Linked DNA regions of Hordeum vulgare: region 2 is linked to region 1. The links are chromatin contacts, called in public Hi-C maps. All regions are on one chromosome and are shown on one strand. The core of a region is the stretch at or near the end of the contact, and the rest is flanking DNA. Distances in the headings are between cores, read along the strand shown.

The links. A called contact is a pair of places that touch in the nucleus more often than the background predicts.
Region 2: a contact with region 1 is called in a Hi-C map of seedling, with 3 times the contacts expected there. The contact joins the promoter of LOC123440245 here to the promoter of LOC123440244 in region 1. A contact is called at or near these places in 2 of 6 Hi-C or Micro-C datasets (leaf and seedling).

What each region holds. Positions count from the first base shown.
Region 1 is chr3H:483,701,379-483,706,628 of MorexV3_pseudomolecules_assembly, reverse strand. LOC123440244 reads right to left here and starts at 2,499. Exons shown (of 3, transcript XM_045116824.1): 1 at 2,162-2,499; 2 at 1,814-2,030; 3 at 505-1,178. The coding sequence starts at 2,332. The coding sequence ends at 778.
Region 2 is chr3H:484,232,811-484,238,670 of MorexV3_pseudomolecules_assembly, reverse strand. LOC123440245 (dihydroorotase, mitochondrial) reads right to left here and starts at 1,776. Exons shown (of 8, transcript XM_045116825.1): 1 at 1,509-1,776; 2 at 1,064-1,386; 3 at 783-964; 4 at 307-443; 5 at 1-86. The coding sequence starts at 1,299.

The DNA of each region.
Region 1 (5,250 bases), core at 1,250-3,749:
CGCCCCCTAGATTCCTACCTTCCTGGGCCTGGCACAGGTCCCCACATGTCATTGAAAGGCTTGCTAAATTTTATAGCAATGTTGTTGAAGCAAAAAACTATTGGGGTTATCAAATCTTCTCTTTTCTCTTGTTATATATCTAGTTTTTAGCAAGTCGGATAGCAATGCTATTGAAGATGCTCTAACAAAGTTAGGACATGAAAATTAGCCTTTGATCCTTTCCAAAAAATAATAATTAGCCTTTGATATGTGAAAAATGATTATTTTTTACTCTATCTCCACCTCGTGAGTGCCACCTCCATGAAGATCTAACCCTAACCAATTTACTAACTGAAACATAGACACCGTAATTCCGTCCCTGCCACCACCGGTCATAGAGGCAGACTTAGATTGAGGGAATGTGCTCTTGGCCCTAGTTATCTCGTTTTACTTTTGTTCTAATTAAGTTAAGACATGAAAATTAGCCTTTGATCCGTTCCAAAAAATAATAATTAGCCTCTGGTATGTGAAAACTGCCATTTTTCTTTTACTCTGTCTCCATCAGCAGATTTCTCATCTTCAAGAGCAGATTCATGAAATTACAAATCCCGAATACGTACAGCCTAGAATCCCCGTTACACACTCTACTATCAATCAGGTGCTACTAGCCTACTACAACCCCCGGCATGGCATGGGCACGGCACGCGGTCTACAACATGGGTACATACATACACGTGGGCATGTGACCACCATGCCAATGCCATTATCATACTCCTCTCGTTGTCCGCCATGCACGCGTCACGCAACCACCACCGGGGCCCGGCCGAAGTCGAAGCTGAGCATGGACGCCCTGAGCTTGGGCTGCTTCTCCGGCGACGGCACCGCGTCGAGCAGCGGCGCCTCCCGCTCGGACGACGTGCCGAGCCACTTGGACTGCATGTACTTGTGCTTCCTCCACGGCCCGAGGTGCATCTTGTTCTCCTTCATGCACTGCTTGGCGGCGGCGCACATGGCCTTGACGACGCCGCGCAGCCGGTCGGCGCGGCCGACGTACGCCTCCGGCAGCGCCGCCACCAGCGCGCGGTACCCGGCGCCGGCGCGCGCCACCTCGAACTCGGCCCGGAAGCTCGGCTCCACCACCACCCTCACCGCCTTGCCGCTCCTCGTCTGCAGCACCACGTCCACGTAGCTGTGCTCGCCTGAAGGAAGAAAAACGTCAGCTTCGGTCGACGCCGAACTTCGCGGGCGGTTCGGTTTGGCATGATGAGTCGTTCTGTCGTGCAGGTGCAGGTCTCGGCAGCCATTAAACGTGGTGTAATACGAACACTAACATCTGCACGACGGGTTCGTGTCACGGGCGGTCAGGAAATAATGGAGACGGTGACCGGTGCCTGCCTGACATTTACTTGGAACCGTCTGTTTCTTTAGGCGTAGGATGGATGACCAGACCAGGTCCATGTGATGTGAGGCGGGTGACATTATAGAATTGACAAGTTACTAAAGCTCATCTTTCCTACCCAGTTTTTAACGGAAAAAAATTCTACTATGGTTAGTAAGCGAATATGGTTCTGTGATTAAATTAAACCCTATATAAACGGCAGAACAAAACGAAGAATGCTTCGTCAGAAGGATCAAAACACGGATCCCTCCGATCGGCACGGCGGGTCAGACGACCTAAGGCCACACCACACGGTTCAGGCCAACCGTGCATGCGCTTTTCTGCTGGAACTGACAGCTCTTTCATTAAACTAATTATTATTACGCCGTCTGAACTGAAGATTAGTACTGTACTCCAGGAGGAGCCAACTACTGTGGCTCGAAAGCAACCAATTACCTGAGGGGATATCCAGGGACCGCGCCCACTTGGACCTGCAGATGGCGCCGTTGTACCCGGCGTCGCGGAGCCGCTCGACGGCGTGCCGCAGCATGCAGCTCCGGCAGTCGCCGGCCGCCGCCCGCCTCGCGCAGGAGCAGACGGCCCTCTTCCCCACGGCCTCCTCCGTGACCGCCCGGATCCTGCCCTCGGCCGCGCTGGTCTTGCCCAAAGCCTCCTGCAAGCAAACATGGCGTCCCTCCCATCAGCACCCGCTTGCGATCGAACTCTTGGGCTCTTGGCTGGTCGGCGACGAACAGGGACACTCGGGCAGAAGAAGTGGATACCCAACGGAGGAGAAGAACTCACGTGAAGCTGGGAGTGCTGGGCGCGCCAGAATGCCTTGCTCTCGGCGGATCCCTCCTCGTCCTCCTCCTCGTCGTCGTTCTCCGGCCATCTCTCCGTCTCTCCCTCCTCCAGGAAGCTCAGCACCATGTTCGACAGGCTCATGTCGCCATCCATCGCCTCTTCCACAACCATTGTGACTTTGTGAGTGTGTGTCCGTGTGTGTGTTTTGGACTTGTGATCTCTTGGCTCTGGCTGCTTGATCGCCGCGAGCTGGGGGTGTGATGTGATCCTTTCTCTGTGTGCTGCTCAGGGCTCAGCTGCTGGCTCGACGGAGCTGTGATCCGACTCCTTCCAGCCCGGGGCGGCTATAAATATGGGTCGCCGGGAGTGTCGGGCGGACGTGGAGAATGGGCAGCGGTGAAGCTGGGTGGTGGTACTGTTGGGGTGGGGCCCCTGATGAAGATGAGACGATTGGAGGCTGGATTAGTGGGGCCTGGTTGTTGGTTGGCGCACGGGAACAGCACGGATCCACGTCAGGGACCAGCCCGGATTCTTTGCGCGCGACGTCGAGCCGTTTCGTCCGTAATGCTTGGCAATGGCAAGTATTTTCGGGATACCACGCTTGCCAATGGTTTTCATGGTTTGCTCATGATACAATGAGAAGGTATAGATACCGCGGTCACCATGCATTTCAAGAAAAGAAAATGGCAAACGCCGCCGTCAAGAGAATCAACTTTCCGACGCCATTTACCGGTGGCTCTCCTCCGTCGGCGACGTTTTGGTCATCGGTCGTGAGGAAAGTCGCCGGATCTTTTTTGCTTTAGGTTTTAGGACCCTAATAGCTTACTTTTTTGGGTCGTACGATGTCATGGCTTTGGCGGCAATGACAATGACGATGCTGAATAAAGAAGCTCCGAATTCTTCTTCGACGAGGCGATCGTCTGTGTGATCGCCGACGGATTTACGAATCGGTCTGTTCAAGCGGGGATATCGTGGCGACGACGACATCCTTATGGTGGACCTGTGTCCTCGAGCTCCGTCGTTTCGACGGCGTCTGCTCCAGCGTCAACGCAGAGGTTGGAAGGTAGTCCAAGAGTGATTCAGAATTTTGTGTGCATTGACAATATCTGAAAGAATGAACATGTGATAGGTTCGTGGTTAATGGATGGAGGTGTTCAAGAGGCATGGCCTGGGTAATGGGTTATGCCCTTTGTGTAATGTCATGGAAAAAGGGTCACACATCCTCTTCTCCTGCACTCCGGCTAGATTGCTTTGGACGTTTATTCGTGAGGCCCTTGAGCCTCAGTGCATGGCATATGATTTGGTTGACTTCTTGCAGGTCAAAGCGATGCAGATTGGCAGTCATAAACGTCTCTTCTGACTGATTTTTGCTGCTCTGACATTGACTCGTTGGACCACGCAAAATAGGATGGTGATTGAGAAGATCTTCTTACGTCGTGCTTCTGGCGCTTTCTTTAAATTTCTTGTGTTCCTGCAATACTAACACATGTTGGCTAGGTCGAGGGATCAGTCGCGCCTTGACCGGATGTTGGATGCTCTTCAGGCTATGGCATGTCGCCTTGCCTATCCGGCCTCCCATGGATGACTTGATCACTTGGTGGCTTTTTTATGACTTATTTTCTGGTTTTCTGGATGTGTTTGTGTTGTGGCACCGGCAGACCGTGGCATTTGTTGTAGTACTCCTGATTGTAAACTTGATGCGTTATTTATAAAAGCGAAGCAAAAGCCTATTTCGAAAGGGAGAAAACGATGCGCAAACGCCGTCATTGTTGGATCCAACTATCTAATGTCAGATCGTGAGTTCTCATTCCGAAGATCAAGCCCAAACAAACTTCAAGCAATGCATCTGTCAAGGTAACGACGCTTGGATTTTCACCCTCTCTGTTAACATAAGGAGAGCACACACAGAAACCCCGAACAAACGAACACGCTACTGCTACTAGCATTGCAGTAGTGCATTCATCAAGAGAGCGCCGATGACCACGAGGGCACACGGGTATGCACATGATCCAGGCCAGAGGCGATCCAGCAGCCCGCCCCGCTACGTCGGGGAGAAGCGCCCAATAATTCCACGAGGGGTTCTCCCCTCCACGCTGCCATGATTAGCCCGGGTTGGCGCCTTGCGATCATCCGCGGCGACAGCGCCGCCGTGCCGCCGCGGCGGGAATCCACCCCCTCCCCGGCACCTCGCCCGGTACCGCACCTCCCCAGTGGATATCCCTCGCGCCGGCATATCCGCGCGGCATCTATCTCCGCGGCCGCAGCATCGTCGGCGTGCGTCGCCGGCCGACTGATGCGGATCTCGACTGATTCAGGCTACATTTCCGGTGCACCCGCATTATCCTGCTGATTGCTGCCGAATATCCATTCTGCGAACTGACGAGTAACAGGGCCCAGCCAAGGACACGATGAAAGGTCAGGTTTACGTACGGGATTTGAGGAATGCGCGCGAGACCGATTCCCAGCCGTGCAGGTCGATCTCGCTCACTGATCACCGGCTGGGGTCAGGTACTACTAAAACTAACTGTGTGATCCCCCACAGATCGACAGATTAATTTCTTATTCTCTGCGTCGCTCTCGTGAAAACTGCTCCATGCTCCCGCCGAATAAGACCTCTCGTTAGCTATAAGACGACCTTTCATTAGCTACTACAAATATCATCAGCCCTGTGCTTGACGTTAGTTAACATTATCTTCGCCATGTGAACGGCGAATGAATAGTATAGCATGGGAGAGAGAGAGAGAGAGAGTAGAGTTAGATCTTTTTCTTTTCTGATAGAGTGAGTGACATGGTGTTTCCTACGCCTGGATCTGGTCACTCACACGTTTTAATCCACGGATGCCTCGCCAAAGAAAGCTTGATTCGCGCGGCGGATGATTCGATCAGGGTATATGCCAATGTGCATGGCATGTCAGGGTTAACGGCATCTTGGACCTGAACTGAACATATGTAAAATGCACCCGTGGTTTCGGGCTTTCAGCTTTGCAACGGCCGGGCGAGGTTGGTAGCCACACCCACACGCCGCACACGGAATTCCACGCTCCACGAGAGCTTGTCCTAAACAATGATGGCCAATGACATGGCTAGTA
Region 2 (5,860 bases), core at 527-3,026, 530 kb before region 1:
TGTACAAGTGGTGCTAATATTCTCTCAATGAAGACCTTCTCGCGGTCAAAGGTGTCAACATGAGGATCTGTGACTTCTCCATGAACCTGAAGGAAATGAAAAATAGCCATAAAGGTGACCATGTTGGCATTGACTGTACATGAATCAATATTACTAACTCTGACAAACAACTTTTTGATTAGTTCGGTATTGTCAAAACAACAGATGACAAGCCCATTTAACATCTGAAGTAAAACTAGAGACCAACTTGGCAGATGAAGCAAAACTTTAGGATTCTGTGTAGGGAGAAGAGCAATAATTACTTACAAGTAAAGGCATCTCCTGCTTGACCATCTCTTCAAGGACAGGCAAGCATTTTCCCAAAATATCAGTTACGCCGTCTTGGGAGTTAGTAGTTGCTCCAGCAGGATACAACTTGACAGCAAAAACCACACCACTCTTTCCTACAAATCAACAAAACAAATATGACATGCAACATAAACATTATGATTTCATAATTCATGGCTAAAGGAGGAGCATAACATTTACTTACAAGATGGCCGAGAATCGTTAAGGGAATAACTGTAATCATGTTAATAAAGCTTATTCTAACTTCTAACATACACTAACTATGTGGTAACAAACTCGTCACGCAAATGCACATCAACACTAACAAATAATAGGGCTGACTATAAATTTGATTTTTTTTTCGCTAGTTGGGAGACAGATCATGAGATGCAACCATGAAGTACAAATAGAAAAAAAAAAACAGCTAAAGAACCAATTGCGGTAGAAGTCCGTACTTGCGATCTTAATTTCTTCCGGGCTAGTGCTGTCCGTAAGGTATAGCGTCATGAGCGGCACAAAGCTGCTCCCCGGAGGCAGCGCCTTCAGGATCTCATCTCTGTACGCGATCGCACGTGCCGTTGTTGTAACCGGTGGCTTCAGGTTGGGCATCACGATGGCTCTCTCAAAATGCCTCGCGCTGCCACAGAGCACACAACAATACACGGACACCCTGCCTGTTAAGCTCTCTGAGGCATTTCATCGAACAGTAAGAGTGCATTATCAGAAGGAGCAAAACCTGTGGGGGAGCACCGCGGCCAGCACGTCGCCGTCGCGGAGGTGGAGGTGCCAGTCGTCGGGGCGCGTGATGGTAAGCTCCTGCGGCGTGGAGGTGGCCATGGCGCTCGCCCTCGTGTTGGGGCGGTGGCGAGGAAGGTGGGTTCGGACCCGGTGCGCAGGCGACGGCCGCAGCAAGGAGACCAGAGGCTTCAGATGCGGGTTCGCGGAGACGGTGGCGGTGATCGCGGCCTGCATTGACTTGGCGGCTTTATTCGGATTCGGTTTTGGTTGTTTATCTTGGTCCTCCTCCGGTGGCGAGTCCGGCGTGGAGCGGCGAGAGGCCTGGGCGTTCGGTAGGTAGAAACCGAAGATTTGGTTAGTACAGCTCCGTGTTTGCTCGGTTAAGTAATTTATATACGCAGAACCCAAAAATGACGAACAAAATCAGAAAACCGAGAGCTTGCCTGTAGCCTTGAAGATTGGCAGTAGGTCACGCAGGCAGCACGGACGACGCACTGGATCCCGGCGGCGGCGGATGACGAGCGGCGGGAGAGAGCAGCTCAGGGCGAGGCGAGATACCGGCGGGCGTCGCCGCGGCGGTTGCGGCACGATACGAGGGACGGTGGGCGGCGCGAGACGGCGGTCGGCGTCGGCGGCGCCTACAAGATGGGGGAAGCCGGGAGCGCCGCCGCTGTACAGCAGCGTGCGGCGACGAGGCCGAGGGGAGGCTGCTGGCTGGGCTTAGTGTTCGGTGGGCTGGGCTTAGTAGTAGTAATTTTTTTCTTCTTAAATTCCTGGGCGGGCCATGGCCCAGGTTTGCCCCTACAGAGCTCCGCCCCTGCCGCCGTATGCATGCGCGCAGCTACGTAGGCAGCGCACTTAAATCTGAGAACGGGTTCATAATAAAACCATAACTAAACCATACTCATACACCTATGTATCAAAACCAAACCTGAACTATAACTAATTAATATCATTTTTAGCCCAATCAAAACTAAACCCAATATTTTCCTGACCCAAACCAGTTTGAACCCAATACATAACTAGTTACGCCAATCGAAAGATGATAGAATCTCCAATTGAGGAAGAATGGCTGAGGGGAGAAGCTATTTGTGACTTTCTTGAAGCCTTGAAGAAGAAGAGTCAATATATTTCAGCAGCTCACGTATCTTGTCAATGGCTCCATGGATTATTTTCATTCCATCCTCAACCAAGATATTAAGAATGTGTGCACAACACTTGACATGCAAATGTTGACCTTCAAGGAGCAGCTCATGCTTGTGATATTTTATTAACTCATTACATGCATTAGCGTTATTACTCGCGTTATCTAGTGTCAAAGTGAATAGCTTGCCCCTTATGCCCCATTCTGTTAAGCAACCAACGTCTTCTATTGCATAGCCTGTGTGGGGATACTTCACGTTTGTGAAACTTATGATCTTCTTCTTGTAGTTGAATTCTGCATCGATATAATGGGCGATGATGGACATGTAGCCCAAATTCTGTGATGATGTCCGCATGTCAGATGTTAAGCAAATGCGGGAGTCCAAATTTTGGAGCTCAACTTCGATATCTTTCTTCATTCCCTTATACATCTTCAGTGCATCATCACGAATCGTGTGACGACCCTTATTTGAAATGCTGGCTGCAATGAGTCAATCCATGGCTGAAGGTGTGGATCTTCAAACTTAAGAAAGGGGATCTCAGCATGGATGCAAAACTTGACCATTAGTTCACGACTAACTTTTTCATCAAACACGAACAGGCCTTCGGATGGCTTTTTTCATGGTCAATAGAAACCTCTTCCTGCAAGCATCCTCAATTGATCGGCAAGCCTTTGCAATATGGGTTCTCAAACTGCTAGTTCCAAACTTGGTGTGAAATTGCCCTCGACAGTATTTGCACACGGCCTTGGGTCTCCTTCTACGACAACCAGTTCTTGTTCATAGTGGTCCCATACTTTGGACCTTCTACCATGTGGTACTTGACTCATATCCTCATCCATGGAATCGGCGGTCTCAGAACACTCTGAGGTAGACATTCCTCAAATTCTTAGAGCACACTGCATTGGAAAAAACCAAACCATTTAAACATATATAATCAGATTTAAACCAGCAGAGTATATTACACAAAGAAACAGCAGATCAAATCATTCATAATAGAAAATTTGGCAAGTCAAGAGCACCATGCTCCATGTGCATATCAGGATGGCAAAGGGGGTACTTGATAGAGAAATGGTTGTTGTTGACCTCCCACCTATAAGCAACTAAAAAAACTGCACTGACATGGACCATGATGTATGAATGCAAGTCTTATAATATAGTTCCATCCACTAACGTTCCAACATGGAGGTTCTTAGTTAGAAAAATAATATAAAATAGATATGGAAGTACAAATTGTTTTTACCAACAAAGATATGTACAAAACTGCACTGACATCTTTATGTACAATCCTTTCACTAGATACTGCAAAAATTAATGGTTGACAGCTGAAACGTATCTGATAAGTTAAGATACCAGACATTTCCTGAACCGAAACTTAATGTATGTTTCCCAATATTGTTTTCGTGAAGATATATGTTCAGCCAAAATGAAACTGGGTGCTTGTCAATTTCCTGAACCGAAGAGATAGGCTACCAAGAACGATTTGTCTAATATTTAATGATAACTTTGGTTTACGTTACATATTCAGATTCTGTCGGACACCACAAAAAACTACAAATCTTTGATAATAGATGAACTTGGAAAGCCAGTTAGAATGGGTCTCATCAGACAACAACCTTTGATAATAGTGTGTTCAACATGTACACACTGCAAAACGATGCAGCTGGATGGTGCAGATAAATCGTGATAGATTATTGTGCAAGATTAGCAACCCCCCCCCCCACAAACTACACGGAATCCATGAAGATCCAGGCGGGAAAATCGCTTTCCGGAGAGCGAGAAAAACTGGAGATGGAGAAGAACGGAAGGAAGAGGAGATCAGGGGAGGAGCTCACCGCGACGACCTTGCAGGCGGTGCACTTGTCGCCGATGGAGGAGGCGACGGCGGCCGCCGCGAGTATGGCGGCGAGGAGGAGCAGGACGGTGCCGGATCTGCGGCGGACGACGGGGAGGAGGCCTGCGTGCGGCGGCCGGCGGGGAGGGGCGTGGTGCGTGCGGTGGCAGAGTCGGGACTCGGGAGGGAGGAGAAGGTGGTGCGGCCGTGCGGGCTTGCTCGCAGTTGAGGCCAAACCAATGCAATAATCCGGTTCTACCCACAGCTTCAAGCCCAAAATATATAAAACGATTTAGGCCCATAACCAGTCATATCCAAATTGCTTTCTCTGTAAACCCAAACCAAACCAAACTTAAAAAGCCTCAACCTAATTAAACATAAACCAGTCAAGGCCCAGTGTAAAAACCAAACCATTTTAACCAGTCTTTTTAAAACCAATCTCAGATTTAAACGCACTACGCGTCTACGGTGGCTGGCGGCTGGGGAGAAACAGAGAAGGTGATGCGACTGTAAGTTGCGGCGCAGGGAGAAGGCGAGGAAGGAGCCAGCCAGAAGAAGGCGTGACGGGGAGAAAATTACACTCCTCCGATTCTCTCGCGCATAACACTTTACCTTAACTCAAGAACACCACTGTTATTATTAGGGAGCTGCTATGCGTCCACCGGTGAATATTTATTAAACATCCGTCACCTCGACAACCGTCCGATGTACGCGCAGCCGTCCGATCTACACGGCTTGGTCGCCCCCTCCCCCTACACACACACACACCCAATAACTTCTGAAACGATGGTCGAGTTGTAGAAACAATCGCTTTGTTGCATAAAAACTTTGGACCTATTAATTCATGAAACAACGGTCGAGTTGTAGAAACAACCGTTTTGTTGCAGAATTTTTTTCTTCGCCTTTCCGCAACATAGATACTGCTGTGGAAGAAATTTTTGCAACAAAAGTCATGTTGCAGAAACTCAGTTGCGGATTCTCCTCGAGGTAGGATACAACGCACGGACGGAGCAGATCCGGCGGCGGTTGAGCTCCTTCAGGGCTCGTGGCGTCGGGGACTCGCGGGGAACGGGCGGAGGAGAGCGGGACGGAGTAGATCCGGCGGCGGCTGAGCTCCTTCACGGCTCGTGGCGCCGGGGACTCGCCGAGAACGGGCGGAGGAGAGTGGGACGGAGCAGATCCGGCGCGGCTGAGCTCCTTCACGGCTCGTGGCGCCAGGGACTCGCCGGGAACGGGCGAAGGAGAGCGGGAACAGAGCAGATCCGGCGGCGGTTGAGCTCCTTCATGGCTCGTGGCGCCGGGGACTCGCCGAGAACGGGCGAAGGAGAGCGGGACAGAGCGGATCAGGCGGCGACGGAGCTCCTTCACGGATCGTGGCGTCGGGGACTCGCGGGAACGGGCGGAAGAGGGAGGGAACAGAGCGGATTCGACGGCGCGTGGTGGCGCGGGGCACCGGCCGACGGCGGCCGATATCCTTCACGGCTCGTGGCAACGGTGGCTCGTCGGGAACGGGCGGAGGAGAGCAGGACGGATGTGAGGAGCCTCAGCTTGAGGACCGTTTACCTGAAACAATGCTCCAGTTTGAGAAAACTGTCGCAACTAGGTCGCTAGGCGCGGGCATGATCTCGTCCGTCAGATCGAGGCAAGATCAACGGACGAGCGGGTGGCGGATAGATCGCGTGGATCAACCAATGAAAGGGAAGAGTTTCCGCTGTTATTATCCCTATATACATAAAAATATACTCTCTTAGTCCCATACAGTATATTTTACTACACTTGATATACTAACTGAGGCTTTAAGAGCAACTCCAACGGGCGA